Regions from separate parts of the Zea mays genome. Here regions 1 and 2 are each linked to region 3. The links are chromatin contacts, called in public Hi-C maps. All regions are on one chromosome and are shown on one strand. Each heading gives the region's core, a stretch centred on a gene start, on an enhancer-like site or on the middle of the called end of the contact. The rest is flanking DNA. Distances are from core to core; before and after follow the strand shown.

What was found. Hi-C and Micro-C count contacts between places; a contact is called where the count stands out from the background.
Region 1: a contact with region 3 is called in a Hi-C map of leaf, with 4 times the contacts expected there. The contact joins the promoter of LOC103632335 here to the promoter of LOC100191359 in region 3. A contact is called at or near these places in 6 of 25 Hi-C or Micro-C datasets (ear, endosperm, leaf and 2 more).
Region 2: a Hi-C map of endosperm shows a contact between it and region 3, with 2.7 times the contacts expected there. The contact joins the enhancer-like site here to the promoter of LOC100191359 in region 3. A contact is called at or near these places in 3 of 25 Hi-C or Micro-C datasets (ear, endosperm and leaf).

The regions. Positions count from the first base shown.
Region 1 is chr7:47,796,773-47,799,472 of Zm-B73-REFERENCE-NAM-5.0, reverse strand. It overlaps LOC103632335, which reads left to right and starts at 1,277. Exons shown (of 5, transcript XM_008654146.2): 1 at 1,277-2,629. The coding sequence starts at 1,451.
Region 2 is chr7:48,161,464-48,164,163 of Zm-B73-REFERENCE-NAM-5.0, reverse strand. No RefSeq gene overlaps it. Among protein-coding and RNA genes, the nearest start is that of LOC103632337, 140 kb to the right of the region's middle. Within about 2 kb of position 1,418, at least 17 of the 20 cell types and tissues checked have an H3K27ac peak or open chromatin away from gene starts, as enhancers often do. A contact at or near this core is called in ear, endosperm and leaf, where this site is marked.
Region 3 is chr7:47,950,321-47,953,020 of Zm-B73-REFERENCE-NAM-5.0, reverse strand. LOC100191359 reads left to right here and starts at 1,398. Exons shown (of 3, transcript NM_001136793.2): 1 at 1,398-1,531.

The DNA of each region.
Region 1 (2,700 bases), core at 28-2,527, 150 kb after region 3:
ACCCATTAGCCAAGTGATCACGACTTTCCATTCATCTCTACCGAGGAGACGAGGCAAGGTCCCACTACGAGGCCTTTACAAAGTTCCACTAGCTTTAGAAAACCTAATAGTTCATTATATAGGAATCCCTCGTCCAAAAAGCCATCGCAACATGATCGACCCGAGAACCTCCATATACTGGTAGCTCCTCATACCATGATTGCCCCTTTCAGGTAATGTAGTCCTCCACTAGCTTTACTAATTAGTCAGTCAAGGGCGTCCCATTCCACTAGCACTGTTATCTCAGGTTAAGCTCCATATTTCAATTAACACAATAATATTGTCATGAACAATAAACAATCTAGCAATAATGATAAAACATGATCATAATTCATATATAGCATTATTCCAAAGTCAGGTAGAGCAATAACAATACTACCTAATAGTTCATTTGTTTGCAAGGTGTAGGATAAACAAAACTAGAGTAATCTATTAGGTCCCATCAAGTTAACCTAAGCATGTCACGTTGATTATCGAGAACATTATTATGTGCAGAAAAGTGACCAAGGAAAATAAATATGTTCATAGGGTTTAAAATCTAGAAAGTGATGAATTCCTACTTTATTAATAACTCTCTCGATTCTATGTTTACATTGATTTAGACAATTTTTACCAAAACGGTTCTAAAAAAAATAGGTTGAAAAACTAAATATTTAACAGTCCGCGGTTTCTAGCGGCACATGATGGAAATTACGAAGCGTTTGGATCCATTCATTTTGAAGGAATTGTACTTTACTTAATAAATTAACCTATTTAGTTTGAAATTTAATATTCCACCACTTCCCAAAATTCAGATATAACCATATCTCAAATTCATGCGGTATATGATGAAAAATAATTTTATATCTTAATAGAATTTATTTCTAGTTTACAAATTATAGGACACTCTTTGACTCACTCCTATATAATAAAAATATAGCATATAAATATCTCCGATAACTTGCTAATAATAATATATAAATATATTTGATATAAAACTGAATTAAATTAGCTTAGTTGATATATGTCTAAATTACTATTATTAGCTTAATCGAAACAAACACCCGCACGTTTATTTGCGACGTTGCTGCTGATGTGTATTGCCGTATTGGCACTTCTGCGGAAACATCGGTATACAATACAAATATTCCGTTCTACTTCCAACTCGCCGCCGTGCCACCAGTATCTTTCCACCAGTCCAAACAGTTCAACACAGCAGTTCGTCCTTGTGTGCAGAGAAAATTGACCAAAAAAGAAAATTGCCACAGCGGGGCCCGGTCACGTTCCCACCCTGCTGTGCCCGGCTCCCGTCCAATAGAAATACACCGACCCTGCGAGGCTGCGACGTCGCAAGTAGGACACCCTCCCCGTCGGATTGGGATCCTCGCCAGTCGACTGGCCGCGGAGCCCATAGCCGGCCAATTCCGACGCCATGGCCGACCACGACGACGCTGCCGTCCTCTCGGACGTCGACGAGGACCTTCTCCCATCATCATCCCCCTCCATCTCTTCTGCCTCCTCCCACAAAACCCTACCGCAAGCCCAACCCCTGCCACAGTCCGATGCCCAGGCACAACAGCAGCGGCTGCTGGCCCTGGCCGCGGAGCTCGAGGAGGAGCGCCGCCTCCGCCACGCAGCCGAGGCCTCCATCGCGGGGGCCGAGTCCCGCGTCGCCCGCTACAAGGCCTTCGCGCAGGACGTGCTCCGCAAGAGCGACGCCCTCACCGCCGAGGCCGCGGACTCCGCGCGGTCCCTCGCCGCGCTCCAGGCCGAGGCCACCACCGCCTCCTCCATGCTCTCCTCCGGCTTCGAGAGGATCTCCGCCAAGGCCTCCCCTTCCGCGGCCGCCGCCCCGCTCCCCACCTCCCAGAAGTACTCCTCCGGCCTCCCGGCCCTCGCGTACGGCGTCCTCAAGCGCGCCAACGACATCGTGGACGACCTCCTAGCCCAGATCAACGCTGCTAACCGCGACCGCGATCGCGCGCGCGAGCAGATGGAACACCGCAACTACCAGATCGCCATCGAGGTCTCTGAGCTCGAGGCGTCGCTCGCATCCAGGTCTGCCGAGGGCGAATCCCTCTCCAAGTCACTCTCCCAGCGAGAAGCTGAGATCTCCGAGCTCCGTGACAAAATCACCTCTCTCGAGGGGAAGCTCGATGCCCAGAGGCCCGTGCTGGCGGAGCAGATCGAATGCACCTCGAAGCTGTACCACGAGATGCGGCAGGTGGTCAAGCTGGTCGATGCTGAAGCTGCCAGTGCCCTGTCCGATTCGGTTTTTGTCTGGAAGGAGTCTGACGTTGAGGAGAGCCTTAAGGTGTCTCTGGAAGGGACGAAATTGGCCTATGAGCTTGCGGCAATGGCCCTTGAGAAGGTCGGAGCTTGTATCAATGACAAGGAGAGCAAGCTGATGCGTTTGGAGGACAGGGTGGATGAACTGATTAAAGAGAAGGAGCACATTAGTGTGCTGCTCCGGAGCGCGCTGCAGGCAACCACCAGTGAGGTGTTAAAGGTTGCAGAGGATGGACTGAGGGAAGCTGGCATTGAGATTGGGCTTGATGAGCGAAAGGTGCACGGGCCAGGGAATGTGGAGAAGGACGAGGTCTATACCCTGGTAAGTTCAATTGATGCTACTATACATGGAACTGACAGTTCCTGAACCTGTATAGGGCCTAAGTTGTTTGT
Region 2 (2,700 bases), core at 169-2,668, 210 kb before region 3:
AGTTAAAAACAATAATGAAGATTATATGTTAACTTCTCCTAAAACTTAATGTGTAATAAATATTTAAGTGTGAATGAACTTTTATTTTTACATTCAAATATAACTTCCTACTAGTGTGCGAGTTCAATAAATTACGCATTCCACTAAAATAAATTAGTAAATAATGCAAAATATATGAATTTTGTTGCATCATGCTGGGTAATTTGTTTGCACATTTAAATTGAGTTTGAAATTTTAAAAGCAGATTAAATCAAAACTTGAAGTTAGAATTTAGGAACTAAAAGAAATATAAACAAAATGGAAAGGGAGGACATACCTCATTTCGGGCTTGAAACCTCTCCTCGGCCCAACTCCGTCTCGGCGTCCACCCTGGCCGGATGGGCCAAATATGCCCCGTCGGCCAATTACTTTTCCCCACCTTTTTCTTTTTCTAGCGTGTATGGCGCGTGGGCCCCACCTCGTTAGCTCCGGCTTTCCTTGCCCAAACGTCTTCCACTGCTGACGCCTGGGACCTGGTCATCAGCCTAATCGGTCGCGCGCGCTCTAGCCTCTCAACCGCGCCGCGCCTCATTCCCTTGACCCTGCCACGTGGGCCCAGCGTGTCGGACATCGTCTTCCTGGGTTCAAACAAAAGCCAGCTCAAGTTGGTTGCAAAAACTCCGCCGAGAATCACCACCTCATGCTCCACCTTAGGCTCTATATAAACCATCCGCGACCCCCTCCTTGTTCCCAAATGGGTCAAACCACAGTCGTGGGTAGATGGGGGAGGAACGGGGGATCTCGCGACTGCCATCAGCGCTCCTCACCCTTGATGCCTATCGGCGCCTGCTGGGAGGTCATGGGCATTCACCACAGCATGAGGAAGCCCCCCAAGAAGTACCGTGAGCAAGAAATCGATCTCATCATCTGGGAATTCCTCATCGATGATGTGGCGCCGCTGCGAGCCGCTTAGTTCAGTGCCCTGACATCATATCACAGCCACATCGACCTGGGTAATACCCTTACCATCTTATTCGCCATTGGACCATTTAAGTGTAGCACTGTACTACTTGGGTAGAAGATCACCAGTAACCTCGGGATTGCTCACCATGGTCGTTGCTCAGCCGTGGAGACACGGTTTGCCGCAGACAAAACTCTCTACGCAACTACCTCTGGTGATGAGCCCCACACCCTATTCGCCACGACCGTAGCATCATGGGCGCCTTGTGGCGTCGAATTTGGCAACCAGGATGGAAGTCAGGGCTTTTCCGGCCATGGCACCGCCACGAGTCAGCGCTGCGCCACCGTGCTGATGCGGACCGCTGCTTCGCCTCGACTAGGTTGGGGAAGAAGCCCCTCTGGTCGTCAGATCCATGTTGTGCGCACTGGATTAGATCTAGGGGTAACCAAATATGAGCCGTTGATCGGGACACCGGGGATCGAGATCATATCATCACATCCTTCTAGCCACGTTAGATCCAAACCGTAGGATGTCTGGTGAAGGCGTAGGATTAGATCTTGGAGATTTTGGATCGTGGCCGCTGATTTTGGATCTTGTGGTCACCAGTGGATACCGGTTCATGGGTGGGATAGTTTTATCTTGTCCATCGATTTTTTATCGATCGGCCATGGCTCTGCGATACCCCTTCGTTGTGTGTTTTTTTTCTAAAAGTGACCCTTCTTTATTTTAAAATCAGCCCGCCGTCTGCCTAGACTCAAGAATCATCGTAGATGGGTCCACAGATTTATAGAACCGCCCCTGGACTTCAAAAGAATAGTGGTCGCGGTCCAGGAATTTCTGTATAATGATAAAATTAATTCTAAAATGATTTTTAATATAGAAATAATTCCATAATCTTGTTTAATTCCTACTTAATTCATTTGAACTCCTTTTTATCCATTCTAGTTGCATTAAACTCATATTAATATTATTTATCATCTAGCAACATTATTTTGTCATGAAACATAGGTTAAAAACTATGCACTCAATCTATTCTACATACGACATTTAAACTTCGGAAAATCATAACTCTTTAACCGTAACTCCGAATTTAGTGGTTCTCGAACCCACGATCTCGTTACGATGCATAGATCATTATTCTTTGATATGTTCTCATGATTGGTGTGATGTTAATTTTTGCCTATACCATGTTTGTTTGTATTGCTATGAGTAGCAGCGAGGTTACAAGTCACTTGAAGACCTAGTTTGGAGACGTACCACGGAATCTCAAGTCACAGGCAAGTTGTGCCCTTGATCACTCTTCTTTACCTAATAATGGTCTATGTTAATCACTGTGACATGCTCAGGATAATTCGATGGGACCTAATAGGTTTCCCTAGTATTGTTTACCCCACACCTTGCAAACAAAAGAACTATCGGGTAGATTTACTATTGCTCTACCTGTTTTCGGGAAATTAATGTTATATTATGATCTTGTTCCAATTTTGCTGTTGTTTTAATTATTGTTCATGATAAGATCATTATGTTAATTGGAACATGGAGCGACCACCTGGGAAAACAGTGCTACGAGAAGGATGGTATGGACACCCTGGCTGACTAATTAGAAAAGCTAGTGGAGGAATACTTTACCCGAAAGGGGCAAGGGTGGTAGAGGAGCTATGGTATAGGGAGGTTCTCGGGTCGATCATGTTGCGATGGCTTTTCAGATGAGGGATTCCTATATTTCCCTTCTCAAAAACCGTAGCGGGTTTTCTGAAGCT
Region 3 (2,700 bases), core at 149-2,648:
TTAATAATATGGATTAATTCTAAAACTTGGCTTTCTGTACTAGTAATAATAATCTGACCAACTAAAAGCAACTGCTTGACTTACCCCCACATAAAGCTAGTCCACTACAACCAAACATGATACTTGCCGAGTATGTTGATGTGTACTCACCCTTGCTCTACACACCAACCCCCTCCATCCCCAGGTTGTCAGCATTGCAACCACTGCTCAGGAGAAGATGAAGCCGTGGAAGGAGACTTCCAGGAGTTCCAAGACTACGACGAGTTTTAGGCGTGGGTTAGCGGCAACCACCAGTCGGCTCCCTGTGAAGGCCGCGTTTATCTACGTTTCTTTTCCGCACTTTGATTTATTGTAAAGACTATGTGGATGTCTCAGACATATGATGTAATCGATTATTATTTCCCTTTTTAATACTATTTGAGCACTATGTGATGATGTCCATGTTATGTAACTGTTGTGTACGTGAATTGCTGATCCTGGCACGTACATGGTTCACATTCGGTTTGCCTTCTAAAACCGGGTGTGACAGCGAGCGAGCGCACCCACGTGTGGTGTTCCATCCTCCCCCCTCATCCATGACTTGGAGGGAGAGAGATGCCTCTAGATATAAACTAGTCTCACTAAATTTAGATTAGCAATGTGGTACTACGGTTCCCATACATGGTCTTTTGAGGTTTTTTGGAATTTAATTGAATTTCTCAATTTAGGCCAAGCTCATTAATCTAACAAGGGCTGGAAACGAGACGAGCCAAACTCCGCTCGGCTCGTTGACAGACTGAGCACGGCTTGGGTCGGCTCGTTCACTCAACGAGTTGAAAGATGAGGCTCGACTCGGCTCGCAAGCTCGACCTTAATAAATAATATTGTATTATATAGTGCTTTAATAGTATATAAATGTGAAAAATATAATCATCATTCAACATTATAAATAAAATTATCTATTATCTATCATTATTATATAGTTTGATTAATTTGGTACAACTCGCGAGCCAGAGGGAGCTGGCTCAGTTCGACTCGGTGGACCAGCGAGCTCAAAAACTAGGCTCGACTAACTCGAGGCTCGCAAACCGCTCCGAACCAAGCCGGACCGTCCCAAGCTCGAGCTAGCTCACAAGCTTCGCACTCTTTTTCTAGCCTTAAATCTAACAATATTGGCGAGAAGGTGTTAGGCTCGATGACAATGGCAAGTTCTAAAGTGCGTGCTGAACTGAAGCTCGTGCCGATGAGGTCGACTGAAAGTAGTAGGTTGGTGGGAGTGATGTTTGAGTGTGTTGGTTGGTGGGCCGTTGTAAAAGTATATTCACCTGGATGGGCTGGGCCGAGTGGATACCTGCCTGGGCTGGTTGTGTCTGAGTATGTGCCGTATAAAACAGGTGACTGGGGAACGGGAGAAAAATAATAAAAGTGAAATTCCATTACCTTGCTGTCTCGGTCTGTCGGCCATCGCCGGTTGCGCAGCGGGCAGCGGCTCACGTCGACGGGGAAGACTCCGGAGGCCACGGGCGTTACATTCTCCTGCCGTATTTTTGCGGTAATTGCGCCGCTCTTCCCTTCCCTTTGCTCTGTATTAGGATTCTTGATTTATGTGTGGGTTTCCACCGCGCTACCGCAGTCGATGCCGTACCTCAGATGCAGACGAGGTAGAGCATCACATTAATGAGGTGCTAGGATTATCATAAGCTCTATTCTAGGGTTCTTGATTTGGGCGTGGGTTCTGATTTCACCCCGGGGAAATACTTTGCAAAGATGACGGACACGTGTGGAATTAGTATTGCGTAGCCATCGATACAACGATTTCCTTGCAACTGAAATTGATGAATACTAGTACTAAAAGTGATTGAGGCAGCTCCTAAAATACCGAACTTGTACGCCTTAGAAAGTTACTGAAATTGCAGCTTTGGTTGCTCATCCGAAAAGGGCCTGAACCATATGCATATCAGGTATGGGAAGTTTAGCCTTAACACAAGTCTAATTCTCCCACAAAAGATGGTGATGCAACTACGTAAGACATATATGATCAAATTGATCATGCCATCAAGCTCATCTCCTTCGTCAATCATGAGCATCCAGCAAAGGTAGTGTGCCCTCCATGCATTGTATACTCCTATAGTCTTAGTTTCTTGCATGTTATCGTTAGTAATGTAGTGATTTGTATTAATCAATTTTTGTTGAGGACGGGCTTCTGAAGTCCATGCTGCCTTTTTATGAATGTTTGTATCAATAGGAACATCAGAGTTATGAAGACTTCTCGTATGATGCCTTAGGGACCAGTTTAGAATTGAATCCGTGTATCAGATAATAACATGCCCAATTTATTTTGTCATACGTAGCAATGATATCAAGGGTAGCTTTTTTGTGCATTTGTTTACTCTAGTATGCTAGTTTTGTATTAATTCCTTAGTCGAAAACAAGCTAGCATATTAGGTGCCCTTCCATTCAAAATGAAATATGTACTAATCTACTTACTGGTTGTATTTATTATTTCATAGATTGTGACCACCAGTTCTCGTTGGAGAAGATTGAAAACATTACATATTTGGTATTTGAACTTTTAAGAATGGCACCATTAGTCACTTTCATTAAAACTGTCATTGGTCTTCGATTAGAAAATGTCAAAGCCTGAAGGTTTCATCTTCTGCAGCAACTCCAGCTTGTTCCATTTCTCCTTCGCCAGCGTCTGCCAATGGTTTAGAAGACCAA